5 separate regions of the Mus musculus genome follow, and regions 1, 3, 4 and 5 are each linked to region 2. Evidence: chromatin contacts called from public ChIA-PET, Hi-C, HiChIP or PLAC-seq and promoter capture Hi-C data. All regions are on one chromosome and are shown on one strand. Each heading gives the region's core, a stretch centred on a gene start, on an enhancer-like site or on the middle of the called end of the contact. The rest is flanking DNA. Distances are from core to core; before and after follow the strand shown. Region 1 holds the start of Atp6v0e (ATPase, H+ transporting, lysosomal V0 subunit E). Region 2 holds the start of Lemd2 (LEM domain containing 2). Region 3 holds the start of Tcp11 (t-complex protein 11). Region 4 holds the start of Uhrf1bp1 (UHRF1 (ICBP90) binding protein 1). Region 5 holds the start of Snrpc (U1 small nuclear ribonucleoprotein C).

The links. Hi-C and Micro-C count contacts between places; a contact is called where the count stands out from the background. ChIA-PET counts read pairs in DNA pulled down with a chosen protein or histone mark. HiChIP or PLAC-seq counts read pairs in DNA pulled down with a chosen protein or histone mark. Capture Hi-C pulls out chosen DNA fragments and counts their contacts.
Region 1: a contact with region 2 is called in an RNA polymerase II ChIA-PET map of memory CD8 T cells, with 5 read pairs. The contact joins the promoter of Atp6v0e here to the promoter of Lemd2 in region 2. A contact is called at or near these places in 1 of 39 promoter capture datasets (liver), 1 of 484 Hi-C or Micro-C datasets (CD4 T cells) and 2 of 115 datasets of contacts at active chromatin or transcription factors (memory CD8 T cells and microglia).
Region 3: a Hi-C map of B cells shows a contact between it and region 2, with 5 read pairs. The contact joins the promoter of Tcp11 here to the promoter of Lemd2 in region 2. A contact is called at or near these places in 2 of 39 promoter capture datasets (hippocampal neurons and pre-B cells) and 1 of 484 Hi-C or Micro-C datasets (B cells).
Region 4: a promoter capture Hi-C map of pancreatic islet shows a contact between it and region 2. The contact joins the promoter of Uhrf1bp1 here to the promoter of Lemd2 in region 2. A contact is called at or near these places in 2 of 9 other capture datasets (adipose tissue and pancreatic islet).
Region 5: an H3K27ac HiChIP or PLAC-seq map of cardiomyocytes shows a contact between it and region 2, with 7 times the contacts expected there. The contact joins the promoter of Snrpc here to the promoter of Lemd2 in region 2. A contact is called at or near these places in 1 of 39 promoter capture datasets (hippocampal neurons), 1 of 484 Hi-C or Micro-C datasets (CD4 T cells), 1 of 115 datasets of contacts at active chromatin or transcription factors (cardiomyocytes) and 1 of 9 other capture datasets (pancreatic islet).

What each region holds. Positions count from the first base shown.
Region 1 is chr17:26,675,105-26,677,804 of GRCm38.p6, forward strand. Atp6v0e (ATPase, H+ transporting, lysosomal V0 subunit E) reads left to right here and starts at 1,292. Exons shown (of 4, transcript NM_025272.2): 1 at 1,292-1,474. The coding sequence starts at 1,371.
Region 2 is chr17:27,203,178-27,205,877 of GRCm38.p6, forward strand. It overlaps Lemd2 (LEM domain containing 2), which reads right to left and starts at 1,261. Exons shown (of 9, transcript NM_146075.2): 1 at 482-1,261. The coding sequence starts at 1,241. It overlaps Gm34736 (a long non-coding RNA gene), which reads left to right and starts at 1,692. Exons shown (of 4, transcript XR_385492.4): 1 at 1,692-1,990.
Region 3 is chr17:28,079,308-28,082,007 of GRCm38.p6, forward strand. Tcp11 (t-complex protein 11) reads right to left here and starts at 1,332. Exons shown (of 10, transcript NM_001085555.1): 1 at 1,268-1,332; 2 at 852-998. The coding sequence starts at 972.
Region 4 is chr17:27,855,208-27,857,907 of GRCm38.p6, forward strand. Uhrf1bp1 (UHRF1 (ICBP90) binding protein 1) reads left to right here and starts at 1,300. Exons shown (of 21, transcript NM_001080769.1): 1 at 1,300-1,587. The coding sequence starts at 1,544.
Region 5 is chr17:27,838,694-27,841,393 of GRCm38.p6, forward strand. Snrpc (U1 small nuclear ribonucleoprotein C) reads left to right here and starts at 1,394. Exons shown (of 6, transcript NM_011432.2): 1 at 1,394-1,476; 2 at 1,771-1,813. The coding sequence starts at 1,469.

The DNA.
Region 1 (2,700 bases), core at 42-2,541, 530 kb before region 2:
GCTGCTGAAGGGTCCAATTAATTCAGGAATCCATTCTACTTGATGAAGAAATCAGGAGAGGTGGCTACTACGGGGAAATGGATCCACAGCCAGCACACTGGATTCAGCTGCCAGATCTCCCTTTTCATCTTGCTCTGTCTGCAAGCTTCTGCAAAACCAACCTCAGCTCAGCATGGTGCTTCACTGGCAATCCCAGCATTTGGGAGCTGTTGTGTTCCTCATAGCAAGTCCCTGGCCCCAAGGGAAAAAAAAACCTCCAAGAATTGCTCCCCTCCTCTGTGTCTCAGGAAGTTCATGGTGCAATGAGCCTACAATTCTGGCGAGCCACAATGATATTTCTGGCTAATTCCTATTCTTGTTTGTTTGTTTGTTTGTTTCGAGACAGGGTTTCCCTGTGTAGCCCTGGCTGTCCTGGTACTCACTCTGTAGAGCAGGCTGGCTTCGAACTCAGAAATCTGCCTGCCTCTGCCTCCTGAGTGCTGGGATTAAAGGCGTGTTCCACGATGCCCGGTGATAATTCCTATTCTTTTTTTTTTTAAGATTTATTTATTTATTATATGTAAGTACACTGTAGCTGTCTTCAGACACACCAGAAGAGGGAATCAGATCTTGTTACAGATGGTTGTGAGCCACCATGTGGTTGCTGGGATTTGAACTAAGGACCTTTGGAAGAGCAGTCGGGTGCTCTTACCTGCTGAGCCATCTCACCAGCCCCGATAATTCCTATTCTTATTGAAACTGTTGTGACAACTGGCGGGAATGCAAAGTAGGGCCTGGTCATCCTCAGCTGTCCATCTTCTCTGGAGATGTGACCTCTCTCAGATGGCTGTCAGATTTACTTCTGTAACTCAGACCCTGGCACTCTGTACAAGACACACAGCAGCACCAACGATTAAGAGCCTTACAACCGTGAAGTTACTTACAATGCGACTGTGATTCTTCACTTGCAGCAGAGATGGCGATTGTGAGTAGTTCATGGGCTATGGAAGAATGCAAAGCAGGAGCCTAGCATACAAGACTCTAGAACAGTAGTCCACTATTGTAGGTTTTACTTATTTATGTCTGCGCGTAAAATATAGATAAAACTGTAAATGACACATCACCAAAATGGGCCTAAGTTCTTTCCAGAAAACTCTGCTGGTCCCCTCCCCGGTGGCTGGAGGTTCATCTCAGTCAAGCCCCATGGAACCACAGCCTTGAGACTAGCCAGGTAAGGGCGGGGCTCTAGTCTAAGGGGCGGAGTCCGACGGTCGAGTCACGCCGCGCGCAAAGGGCGGGGCTTTAGCGCGCCGATCACGTGAGCCTCTGTTGACACTTCCGGGTGGGACGAGAGCGAGGCTCCGGACCGATTCGGCTGCTGGGGCGCAGGCATGGCATACCACGGCCTTACTGTGCCTTTGATCGTGATGAGCGTGTTCTGGGGCTTCGTGGGCCTCCTCGTGCCCTGGTTTATCCCCAAGGGTCCTAACCGGGGGTAAGTGCGCCAGGTCCAAGGTGGTGGGAGCGGAGGACCCCGGTGGGAGGATCACGGAGAGAAGGATCGTACGTGGAGGACTACGGCGGGAGGATGAGGCGGGGTGGACCACAGAGGGGAGGACCGCATGCGCTCCTCAGAGCCTGTCAACGTCCCCGGCTGGAGGGTGAGGTCACCTTTGGCGGCCCCTCCCGGAAGTGAATTTTAGGGAGTGCTTTTTGTCTTGATGGACTAAAAGTGTGCACTTCGACTGAAGAGAAATTAGGGCGCCTCCCAAGCCACTGTCGCTGCTTTGGTTCTGTCTTTGATGCACGGGAGGCTTTTTGCCTAAACCTCAAAGAAAGGGATCTGAGAACAGAAATCTCCCTCTCGCCCCCTTGCTGTCGCAGTTTCGGACTCAGACAAGCTTGATGCAGAGCGTTAAGTTCAGCCTTTGCAGCTAGTGGGCCCAACCCAAGCCAGGGTGAGCCTGATCTAAACGAGGTTAAATCACCCAGAGCTGAAGGCATTGTGTAGAAACCTCTGCGTCATACCTTCCAGGGCGCTCCTGCCCTTACTTGTAAACAGTATTTACAGTGGTTGGCCAAGATTTTCATTCCCCCATCTAAGGTTTGCAGAATACCGTTTTCTCTGTTTGGAGATAAACTTCTGTATTGCAGTGTAAAAACAAACCTTTTCAGAGGAGCCTAGGGCACCCTCTTTCTAGTTCCTCTTTTGAATTAAGTAATTTTTTCCCTCTCACTCAAGATCATGTGGAGGTGACACTTGATCTTAAGTAGTAGTGTGTCAGAAACGTCTCTTGCTTTAATGGTTAGACACTGAATGGTGGGTACATAGTGTTTAGCTCCACAACACTTTGTAGAGTAGACAATGTTTACTGAGTGGGCCATTTTGATTAGAGAAAGTTTTACTGTGGGTTTCTTTGTTTTGGGGGGGCTTTGGGGGGTTTGTTTGTTTGTTTGGGGGGGGGGTCAAGATAAGGTTTCTCTGTGTAGCCCTGGCCATCCTGGAACTCACTGTGTAGACCAGGCTAGCTCAAACTCAGAAATCCACCTGCCTCTGCCTCCCAAGTGCTGGGATTAAAGGTGTGCGCCACCACGCCCAGCTGAAGTTTTACTGTTTTGTGATATTGGCTTCTATTACTGTCTGGAATACACTGACTTTTAACAGTGTTTTTTCTATTAGCCTAAGAAAGCACTTTTAAAGATGTATGTATTATTTTATGT
Region 2 (2,700 bases), core at 11-2,510:
CACGTAACTGAGTGTGGGCAAAGACGTCTAGGAAGTCGCCTGACTCACAGGCTCTCTCCCAACACAGCCTGCGGGGGGGGGGGGGGGAGGCTGTGCCTCACATGCACCCCTGTGGTACCAGCTTCGGCTTAGAACAACTCTCCCACACCTGAGCCACAGGCAGGGTCAGACTCCTTTTGACAAATGAAGGCCCGGTGGTGCCAGTTTTGCTGCTACAAAGCTGAGACCACGGCAGGCATTCCCCGAAGGCAGGGAAGACAAGAGGGGCAGGGGTGGGCTGACTGTCAAGAGTGTGCGTGTGGCTTTCCCTTGGAAGGACCTGGCTGTGGCTGAAAGGGAGACTCTAGAAAGACGGGGAAACAGAAAAGAGCAGAAAGTGGAGGCAGAAAGTGAGGGTCTGCAGTCGGTCGCGGCTCACAAGCCGGTCTGGGTGGGCGAACCCCGTGCCCCGGGCCCTCCCCTGCGCCGGCCCGGGACGTACTGTTGTCCTCCGCCTCCTGCGGCGCCGAGGGCTTGCCCATCTTCACCCACAGGATGGCCAAGAAGCCGAGCAGCAGCCCCAGGCTGGCCCAGAGCAGGAGCCGAGACAGGCAGCGCTCCAGCCACCGGCCCACCTCGGGTCGGGTCCGCCCGGCGCCCGCCGAGCCGGTGCGCGAGCCCTTCAGGCCGGGGCGAGCGTCGGCGCCGAGGAGCGCCGAGTGCGGCCGCGCAGAGGCCGACGGCGGGGCCCACCAGTGGCGGCCCCGGCCCGGGGCGTGCCTGTCCGGCGTTCGTGTATCCTCGTCATCCTCCGAGCTGCCCCGGACCGAGGCGCGGCGTCGCAGCGGCCCGGGCCCGGCGTGGGGCGGGTAGGAGAGGCCGCGGCTCGCGGCCCAGGGAGAGGCGGAGGCCCCGAAGTTGCCGTACGGCCCCGAGGCGTCGGAGGCCGCGCTAGGCGCCGGCGGGGAAGGCGACAGCGGCCAGGGCTCCGAGCGCAGGACGCTGGCGGCGGGCCGCGCGCGCAGCGGCGCTTCCTCGCGTAGCCGGGCCTCCTCCCGCTGCCGCTCGGGGCCCCGCGGCCCGGCGTCCTCCCGCGGCCCGGCGTCCTCCCGCAGCCGCTCGTCGTCGCGCAGCCGGGCCTCGCCCCGCAGGCGGCGCAGCTTGTTGCGGTAGACGTTCCGCGTGGTGTCGGTGATGGGGCCTGGCTGGAAGCCCAGGGCCTGCAGCTCTCGCCGCAACTCCAGGTCCGACAGGCCGGCCATGGCCAGGACACCGCCCCCTCGCCCGCCCCCGGCGCGCACCGCACCCGGAACTGCTCCCGCCGGCAGCCGCGGCGGAGCGGGCGGGGCCGCGCGCCATGATGGGAAGGGCGACCACGGACGCCATATTGGGAAGGGCGGCGCATGGAGGCTATGTCCGCCATGATGAAAGGCGTCTGTGTCGGCCTGGCGCCGCCATGTTGGTGAGGTCAAAGGGTTGGTTTGGTTACTGTTTTGTTTTGTTTTACTTGTGTGTGCAGGTGCTTTCATCTCTTCCCCCCGCCCTCTAGCTTATCTTTATCTGTCAGACCTAGCAGTGTTTATCCTAACGCAGCGTTAGCACGTGGTAAACGTTCAATGGAATGTTGATTTACTTAATGGATGAGCTCAATGGTGTAAGAAAACCACCGCCATTAATAGAGATCCGGCCCACTTGCCAGTCTCCGGATGGGCGTCGAGGCTGTGTGTCGGATTTGGGTGGTGGAGTAACCGCCCGGCATGCTCTCCAAGACCTTATCTTGACTGCTGCTTCAGGCCAGCTTCAGGCATGCACTTGGTCGACACTGAAACTTCAGGAGTGTGCACCCTTGGGACTGGAGAGATAGAAGACTCTGGGCGTAACAACACTTACAGAGGAGCTAGGGTTTGGACATCAGTGGCTGGTCACGTCATGGACAATTCCAATTCCAGAAGATCTGGTATCTTTCTCTTCCGGTCTCTGCTGGCATGGTATGAACCTGGTGCACATACAAGTGGGTAAAACACTCGCACATAAAATAAATATATTTTTTTAAGGTGCAACTCTGAGACAGATTGATCCTCTGTGGCCACGGGTGACCCAAAATGTCCTCATAGGTGGATCCCTATACTCTGAACTCTTAGGGGCAAATACCTATGCCCTAGGTTCCCGTAAATGTTGGAATTCTCTTGGGTGATGGGATCGGGAGACCCGTGTCTTACGGTTTAGGGGATGATCTGCAGAGTCTTGCAGTTTGATCTCCAATCTGCAACCATTTAGTGTGTGGTAATTTCCAATTAACATTTCTAGCCAGCTTCCCATAACTCCCTAGAGGGCTGCTATAAGGATTAGAAGAGACCTTCAGGACAGGGCCTGGAGCGCACTCCTCCCTTAGACAAATCTGTGCAGTGTTGGAGTTGGGAGCCTTGAGGGGGTGGGGGCAGTGATGTGGTTACCCTTACCCGTCCCCCCACCATCTAACAAACACAGTTCATGGCCTCACCCTCTCCCCTTGCTGTTCCTTCCACATCCTTCACCCATCACCTCCCTTTTCCTGGCAATATTGCAGCTCCAGCTTCCCAGCCCTCGAGATCTCCCTGCAGCTCTACCTGCCACCCTCCCTGCCTTCCCTGAGACCCTGGGCCGTGCTCCTCTGTCAGAGTTTCATCGCTCTGTCGCTTGTTAAACCCCAGGAGTATTCAGTGCCGGCCACACAGCTGGGAA
Region 3 (2,700 bases), core at 82-2,581, 880 kb after region 2:
TGACACAATCAGATCCGTAAACAAATCCGAGGTGAAAGGAAACCTTCAAAGCTACAGCCACTCCTCAAGAAACTCTCCAACTGCAAGAAGCAGCCAGTTCCGCCCAGAGCACTCCGGAACAAGGAGGGCTTAAAGAGTAGAGATTTAAGTGTGGCTACAATTCTTAAAAATTCAGATTGCCCCCCTAAAAAAAGAAAACTGCAACACAACAAAGCCAACGTGTTATACACAGTTCCAAATTTTTACAAAAGGAATTTGATTGTATACTCAGGAGTCACTGTACCTATGGATGCAACAGCCATTGTAAGAACTGTTTCCAAACCAGCAGCACCAGCACGCCCTGACCTTGAACCCCACAGGCCAGGTTCCTATTTGGATACACAACCCCAGCCCGAACCCAACCCACCCCACCCCACCCCTCCGGGTACACCTGGATCTTGTCTCAAGTCACAGCGTTAAGCAGCAGCGACCCCGCGTGGCCACAGAGGAGAGACTAACTGTCCAGCGTCACAGGAAATCCATGGCAACGCTTGTGCGGGAGCATTTGAAACGAGGGGGAGGGAGGTCCGGACCTGCAGTCCCCGCACTTGGGGGACCCTGCCTCAAGCAGATACCTAGCCTGTGCGAGCTCGGGGTCCCGCCGAGGTGGCCCTTTCCCGGGGATGGCGGAAGCGGTGCCCCACGCGTGACCGAGGGGAGCTTCGCTCGGGCGGAGGGCTGGGGACACCGGGAGGTCGGGCCAGTCCGCAGTCCTCCGTGGCCCACGGGACCTCGTGGCGCCGTCTTTACCCCGCGCCCCTGCGCGGACCCTGGGGTGAGGGCGGCCGTGCTCGGGCGACGGTTGAACCTACACGATCGGTGCCCCTGGGCGCTGCTCGCGCTCTCCCGGGTGTTTCCCCCGCGGGATTCACGGGAGGCGCTCTCTGCCGCGCCGGGCTCCTTCCGGGCCGCCCTCTCTTTCACGTCTGGCATCCTGGTGATGGTGGTGGTGGTGGTATCTGTGTGGTGACAAATGTTGGGGGCTCGTCAGGGCCAGGGGGGACCAGAGCTGGCGCAGGAAGAAACTGAGGCCGCAGCCCCGACGGACGCCCCTCCCCTTACCCCTCTCCATCCCTCACCACCCCTTGTCTCTCCCTCTCAGTATGCCTCTTCCCCTCACCTCCTCTTCCCCTCTCCCTTCCCCTCTTTCATCCCTTCCCCTCCGTGGCTCACCTCCGCCCTCCCCCTCCACTTTCTCCCTCCCCTTCCCTCTCTCCACTCAGCTCACTTCCTTCTCTGCCGGCCCGCCCGCTCTGGCTGGCTGGGCGGCACGGGGTGCGGGTGGGCTAAACCACTTGGGGGGATGAGGCAGGGGCGGCGTGGCTGGGTGGAGCCACTGAGCCCCACGTCGATGCTGTCACACACTCCACATCCCCACCCTGCGAACTGAGCAGGAGTGGGAACGCCCGGTGTTGCCAAACAAACAGCTTAGGTGTCCTGGCAACGAGGCGCGAGGCGCGTGGCAGCCCTCCCCACCAGCATCGCGACCCGCCACCGACCATCTGCCGCCACCTTGGGTGAGACCGAGACTGGGGCAGGACGGTCATCCCTATTGATTCCAAGTGTCAGGATCTGGGGCTTAGGGGTAGCCTGCAGAGCATGCACAGGGGTGCTAGCCTCGAACTGCTGACCCTACAGCCTCTGCCTGAGTGCTGGGGTCACCCGTGTGAGCCACCACCAAGGGTTCATGTAGTGCTGGGCATGGAAGGGACCTCATAGGCTGAGCTCCATTTCCAGATTCTTAAAAAAAATGGAGGGTGAGGCCTGGAGAGATGGCTCAGCTGTTAGGACCACTGGCTTTCTTCCAGAGGACCAGGGTTCGATTCCCAGCACCAACATGATGGATCTCGGCCATCTGCCACTCCAGTTCCTCGGGATCATACTTCCTATATTTACATATATTTACATACACGCAGGCAAAATACCCATACATATAAAATTGTCTTGTTTTACATATAACATTCTCTTGTGTTTTTTGCTTTTTTCCCAAGACAAAGAAAGTTTCTCTATGCTGCCCCAGCAGTCAGGGAACTCTTCTGTAGACCAGGCTGGCCTCAAACTCAGATCTTCCTGCCTCTGCAGGGATTAAAGTCTTTTAAATACCCACGCCTTGGGTTTGGGGAGAGAACATGGAGAGGGTGTTTTTCCCTCATATTCTTTCTGGCCTCTTAATTACTCTGACTTGAAGTCATCATAAAACCTATGCAAATGCATCCCATCCATGCAGTACCCCAGGCGTTCAGAAGAGGGCGTGCGATCCCCCGGAAATGGCTGTACCGCCTGATGCCGCTGCTTTGCTTGCCAATCCCTGACTTTGGAAAACCTGAAAGTAACGGTGCAGGCCTGTCACCCTAGCTACTGGGGAGACTGAGGCAAGAGGACAGACTGGCCAAGGCCTGCTTGGACTACACAGTTCCAGGACAGACGAAGCAACTAAAGTTTAAAGACAAAACAAAGCCAGATAATGGGTGCAACTTAGTAACAAAATGCCGGCCATGTTTGAGGGCCCAGGTTCAGTTCCAATACTGCAAGGTAGGATTTACTGAAAAGAATTTAAGGTTGTAGCTTGGTTGGTATCCCTGGGTTCAATTCTCACCGACCACCTAAACTATCTCCAGCACATACTAAGCTTCCTTCCTCCCTCCCCATTGTGCTTCTTGG
Region 4 (2,700 bases), core at 50-2,549, 650 kb after region 2:
TTTGGTGGTTTTTCGAGACAGGGGTTCTCTTTGTAGCCCTGGCTGTCCTGGAACTCACTTTGTAGACCAGGCTGGCCTCAAACTCAGAAATCCGCCTGCCTTTGCCTCCAGAGTGCTGGGATTAAAGGCTTGCGCCACCACGCTGGGCTCCAAGAGTAAACTTAAAAGACCTGGGGACTGGAGAGATGGCTCCCTGCTAAGTGCTGCTCTAGAGGGCTTAGGTGCAGTGCTCAGCACCCACACCAAGTGGCTCACAACTACTTGTAACTCCAGTGCCAAAGAATCTGACAGCTTCTGGTCTCTGTGGGCACATGACATTCACACTCACATAGGAATGCACAGATAAATAAAAACACTCCGTCTTTGGGGGGCGGTGCGTCTGAGTGGAGTACTTACCTCATTTGCTTGATGTAATTAATTCCTACTCCCGCCAAACTTACCAAGAAAGCAAAACCACACGAAATAGCGAGAATTAAAGACATTGGCTCTCATTTCCATTGCTCCCTTTTCAAAAGGCAGTTAAGTATATTGAGTCATGTACTAATGATCAATAGACATTTAAATTTCCTAAAGGGGGCTTTAAGCAAAGTATGTTGGTTAGGTTTGCTGTGGTTGTTCGGCGTTTTGACCTCAGCAGTTTGTCAGAATGGTGCATTGGGAAATGAGATCCTGCACTGAGCCATTGTCATGCATGGAAACAGGATTCAGCCCTTGCCCCAGTTTTGTAGCTTTGGTCAGATGGTATCTGAGTATCTCCTGGATACAGTGAAGAGTGGAAGGAGCCTCCATCTGTGTTTAATGGAGTGGCCCAAGGCTTGGCGAGCACTTTATCACGGAGGCCTTATGTATTTAGCAGCTTAATAACTGCAGATATTTTTCTTGAAACTGGAAGCATTAAAGGTTAGATTTCTTGGGTCTTTTTTTTTTTTTGTGGTTTTTCGAGACAGCGTTTCTCTGTATAGCCCTGGCTGTCATGGAACTCACTTTGTAGACCAGGCTGGCCTCGAACTCAGAAGAGACAAGGTCTCTTAATGTAACCCTGTCTTGGTAGTCCCCATGTAGACAGGGTTGGTCTCAAGGTCCTATATTTGCTTGCCTCTGGCTCTGGAGAGTTCGGAGTAAAGGCGAATGCCACCATCTACCTTCTGGAAGAGTGAGCCCCGCCTCTGAGCGTGTAAGCCCCGCCCCGCGCAGTTGCCCCGCCCCCTATGCCTCTGAGCTCCCGCCGCCCCGCCCCTCATCCCTTGCGCCTGTGCCGCCGCGCGCGTCCCCGCCCCTCGCCGTGCGCTCTCGCCACGGGGATCCCGGAGGGTGGCGTGCGGTCTGGGTTCTGCTCCGCGGGATCCTGCGGCGCCGCACGGGCGGGTGGGAACGCGGCGGAACTCCTGGCGCTGAGTTAGGGGCGACAGAGAGCCATGGCGGCCACTGTGGCTACGGCAGCCGGTGCCCGCGCCGCGGCGAGGTGAGAGGACGCCTCTTTTCCACAACTGAGGAGGCCACGGCTGCCCGTCTGCCTGCATTCCACGCGGGCCCGGGCTGCAGCATGGCCGGGATCATTAAGAAGCAGATCTTGAAGCATCTGTCCCGGTGAGAGCGCCACCCCGCGTACTCGGTCCTTTTCCGAGCCCTCCGACCTCCCTCCGGCCGCTCTGGGCGAGCGGCTCCCTGCAGGCGCGATTCAACTCTTGCGGGCCGTTGTCGGCGCTGCATTACTCCCTCGCCCGGGCCACCTTCCTCCCCACCCCCGTCGCCGCCTCCTTCCTCGGCGCGGGTCACCCAGCCCTTTCCTGGCCGTACCTTCCAGACCCGCACGGAACCTGGCAGGCCAGCCCTGGAGGCCTCTTCCCGCCTGCCGAGCCGCCCAGCGCCGGTTCATTTCTGGCTTTGCCGCTCCGTGCTGGATTACCCAGGTCCCCTTCGATTGCAGCGCCGACGCCGGCTTTCTCCTTCTGTGAGGCGAGCTCCTCCTCTTCTGTCTGACCCTGTTGCATCACTCTTGAAAAGATATAAACCCTTCACCCGAGGCTGGTCGTCCTTTCGGACCTCCCTCCTTTCTGGGTCCGCTTTCTTCTCCGTACACAGACGGATTGGAGAAAGGTCAGCGGAGGTGGGGGATAAAGTTTCAGCAGCCTTCCCTTTAAGATGCCATGGAGGTTTGTTTGACAGCCAGTGTCCACTTGTGCTTTGTGGCCTCCTGTTAAGCTGTCCTGTCGCTCTGTATTTGGGGCATGACGGGTTAGCTGGCAAGACACTTTTCAGCTATATCTGAAGGACTCCTGGTCTCTGCGTGATGATGCAGCTTGTTAGAATGGGTGGCTGCGAAAATTGGGAGCTAGCTTTGCAGTTGGTTTTCGCTGCTTATTCTAGCTTGGTGATGGTTGTTAATTTAGGTTGTCTCAGAGGCTCTAGTGATCCAGAGTTTGGCAGCACAGTGACTAGTGGTTTTCAAGAGGTGTGTGTGAGTGTTGCCAGTCAACATGGAACACCAGGGCTTGTGTGAGCCTCTGTCCCTGACGTGGTGTCCCCCGTTGCCTGGCTGACATTGGCTTATGTGATCTTAGACATTTATTAGCTAGATTCAGATACCTTGTTTGATTAACTGTTATGTGCATGACTGAAGGGCCGGCTCCTGGAGTCTGGGCACTTCCTCTTCAACGTTTATCTCTTTCAAACTAGATAGTAGTAGTAGATACGTCAAAG
Region 5 (2,700 bases), core at 144-2,643, 640 kb after region 2:
GAGAGAGAGAGAGAGAGAGAGACAGCAGTATGACTCCTCCCTCCTCTCTCATTCTTTGGAGTTCAAGTTAAAAGGCAATCCACTTTGTTTGAGAGAACAGACTCTAAGTTTGACCTGTTAGTTGGCAATGTACTGCTAACAACGTCTATAGAATCACTACCATTTATGGTGGCCTAAGTGCATAGACCTTTCGCTAAATGCCCTATGAGCTTTACATTTAAATTTTTTTTATATTTTGTTTTATTTTAGACAAGGTTTCCCTGTGTAGCCCTGGCTGTCCTGGAACTCACTCTGTAGACCAGGCTGGCCTTGAACTCAGAAATCTGCCTGCCTCTGCCTCCCAAGTGCTGGGATTAAAGGCGTGCGCCACCACTGCCCGGCTTAAATTCATTTTTGTATTATTGTATGTATATGGGTGTTTAGTTTGTAAGTGCACCATGTATGTGCCTAGTGCTGGGAGTGGATTAAAAAAGATCCATCAGACACCCTGAGACTTGAGCTGCAGACAGGTGGGAGTCACCACGGGGGAGTGTTGGTGATCGAACTTAGATTGTTCCAAGAGCAACAAATGCTTAATCGCTACACCAATTCTCCAGCTACTTTCCAGCATTTTTACATTTGATTCTTCCTTAAACTGCACAAGTTATTACCTTTACTTTTCAGATAAGGAAACTGAAGCTCAGAGAGAGTAAATTGCACAGCTAGGAAGGAAGCAGGGAGACAGGGTTTAAAACTTGAGACCCGCCCCACTCACCCAGGAGTGTGTCCCTACAATTCACGTCTGTCTTAATTGCTCAAATACAATGATCAATTTCTCAGTGATCGTCTTCTACATTTTCTTTGTCTTCCTTGATGTTCAGCTGCGCTCTTCCCCGCTTCATTTCCCCAGCATAGGACTTTGATCCCTCAGCCACTGATCGATTTCAGCTTACTGCTAATCAGGTCTTGGAGAATGAGAACTTTTACCTGATTTGGTTCTGCCTTTTTCACTTCTCATTTACAGAAGAGCTGGGTACATACTAGAGCAGTGGTCGTGACACCTTTTGCGGGTCGAACAACCCGTTCACAGGTTTCTCCTAAGACCATCAGAAAACACCGATAATTTGCATTACTAGTCATACGAGTGGCAAAATTACAGTTATGAAATAGCGACAAGAATAATTTCTGGTTGGGGGGGTCACCACAATTTGAGAAGCTGGATTAATGATTCGCAGCGTAGGAACTGCTGACTCAGGGTTTTGGAACCTTTTGTTGATAGTACTAAATTACGCACTTCCTAGACGGAGTAACTAATCCTGAATAAGTGAGCGCGGATTGAACCTCAGAGGCACCCACAGCATCCGTAGGGCAGAGGCCGGAAGCGGAAGTCCTACCCCTCCTGTCTGCATCCTTTGCTCGCGTCGGCGCAGCCTGTGTGCGTCAGTTCCTGGCGGCGGGGATCGGGGTAGCCAACGGCTTGTGGAGCATCATGCCCAAGTGAGTGTGGCCCTGGGAGCAAGCGGACTTGCGGTGGTCAGTTGGGTCCTGGTGAAGGTGCAGGGCGGCGGCCTCGGGTTCTGGACGTTCCGAGGGGAAGGCGAGCCCCTCCGAGGGATGGCGGGTGGAGACCCAGGCTCTCCGGCCATCCTGGCAGAGTGGGCGCGGACCCTCGCTCAGAAGCCTCGCATTCTGTCAGGACGCTTTGTTTGACTTACAATCCGAGGAAGTTGGGTTTTGGGTCTGTTTGTTTGGACAGCTGTTAATTGCTGACGTTTTCTTTTGTCATTTCAGGTTTTATTGTGACTACTGTGATACGTATCTTACCCACGATTCTGTAAGTGGCGGGTCTTTTTTATAATCCTAAAACGCCTTGTATGCAAAATTCTTTTTCTTTAGGTCCAGGTGTGTGCATTACAGTCTCCTGGAAATTTTATGACAACCTTTCTTAGAAAGTAATTAGGAAGCGGGTGTTTTTTCCCACCCTTTTTGTGAGGTCTTTGCAATTTGAAGGTATTTGCAGAATGATAAAACTTTAAGCAAGCTTGAAGATGGAAAGCATTTGCGTATACAGAAACTGCATGTACCTGTAATGTCAATACTTGAGAGGCTGAGCCAGGAAGATGGCAAATTCCAGGTCAGTTAAGGATACATATTGAGACCTTGTCAAAATAACTCGCCCCACCCTCCAAAAAAAGCCCAACAAAACAAAAAACAAACAAACCAGGAGTGTGTTCCTACAAACTTGCAGATTTGATTATGTCACATTATTCAAATGCCTGGTTAAAATGGAAAGAAATGTCTTAGTGTACAGCTCCATTCTCAGCTCCTGTGAGAACCTCATTAACTATTGATCATCAGGAGGAATAACTGAGATATGTGATTAGTGTTGCCCCGTGTGTAGCAGCCACAAGGCCCAGCAACAAAGTTAGGGCCTGGCGCCTGTCTTCCTAGTACACTGAGATGGAGCATTGCTGTGAGTTTAAGGCTATGGTGGGAGACCCTACCTCAAAAAAAAGCAAATCAAAACAACCTTTAGCAACAACAAAATTTGGTTTTTATGGTTTTAATAGTTTTAAATAATCTATTTATCTGCCCCCCCCCCCCCCAATCTCCTGAGGAAACAAGACAGATCTTCTGGAATAATTTGTAAACCAGGCTGACTTCGAACTCACAGAGAGCTGCTTGCTTTCTGCCTTCTGAGTGCACGGAGTAAAGTTATGT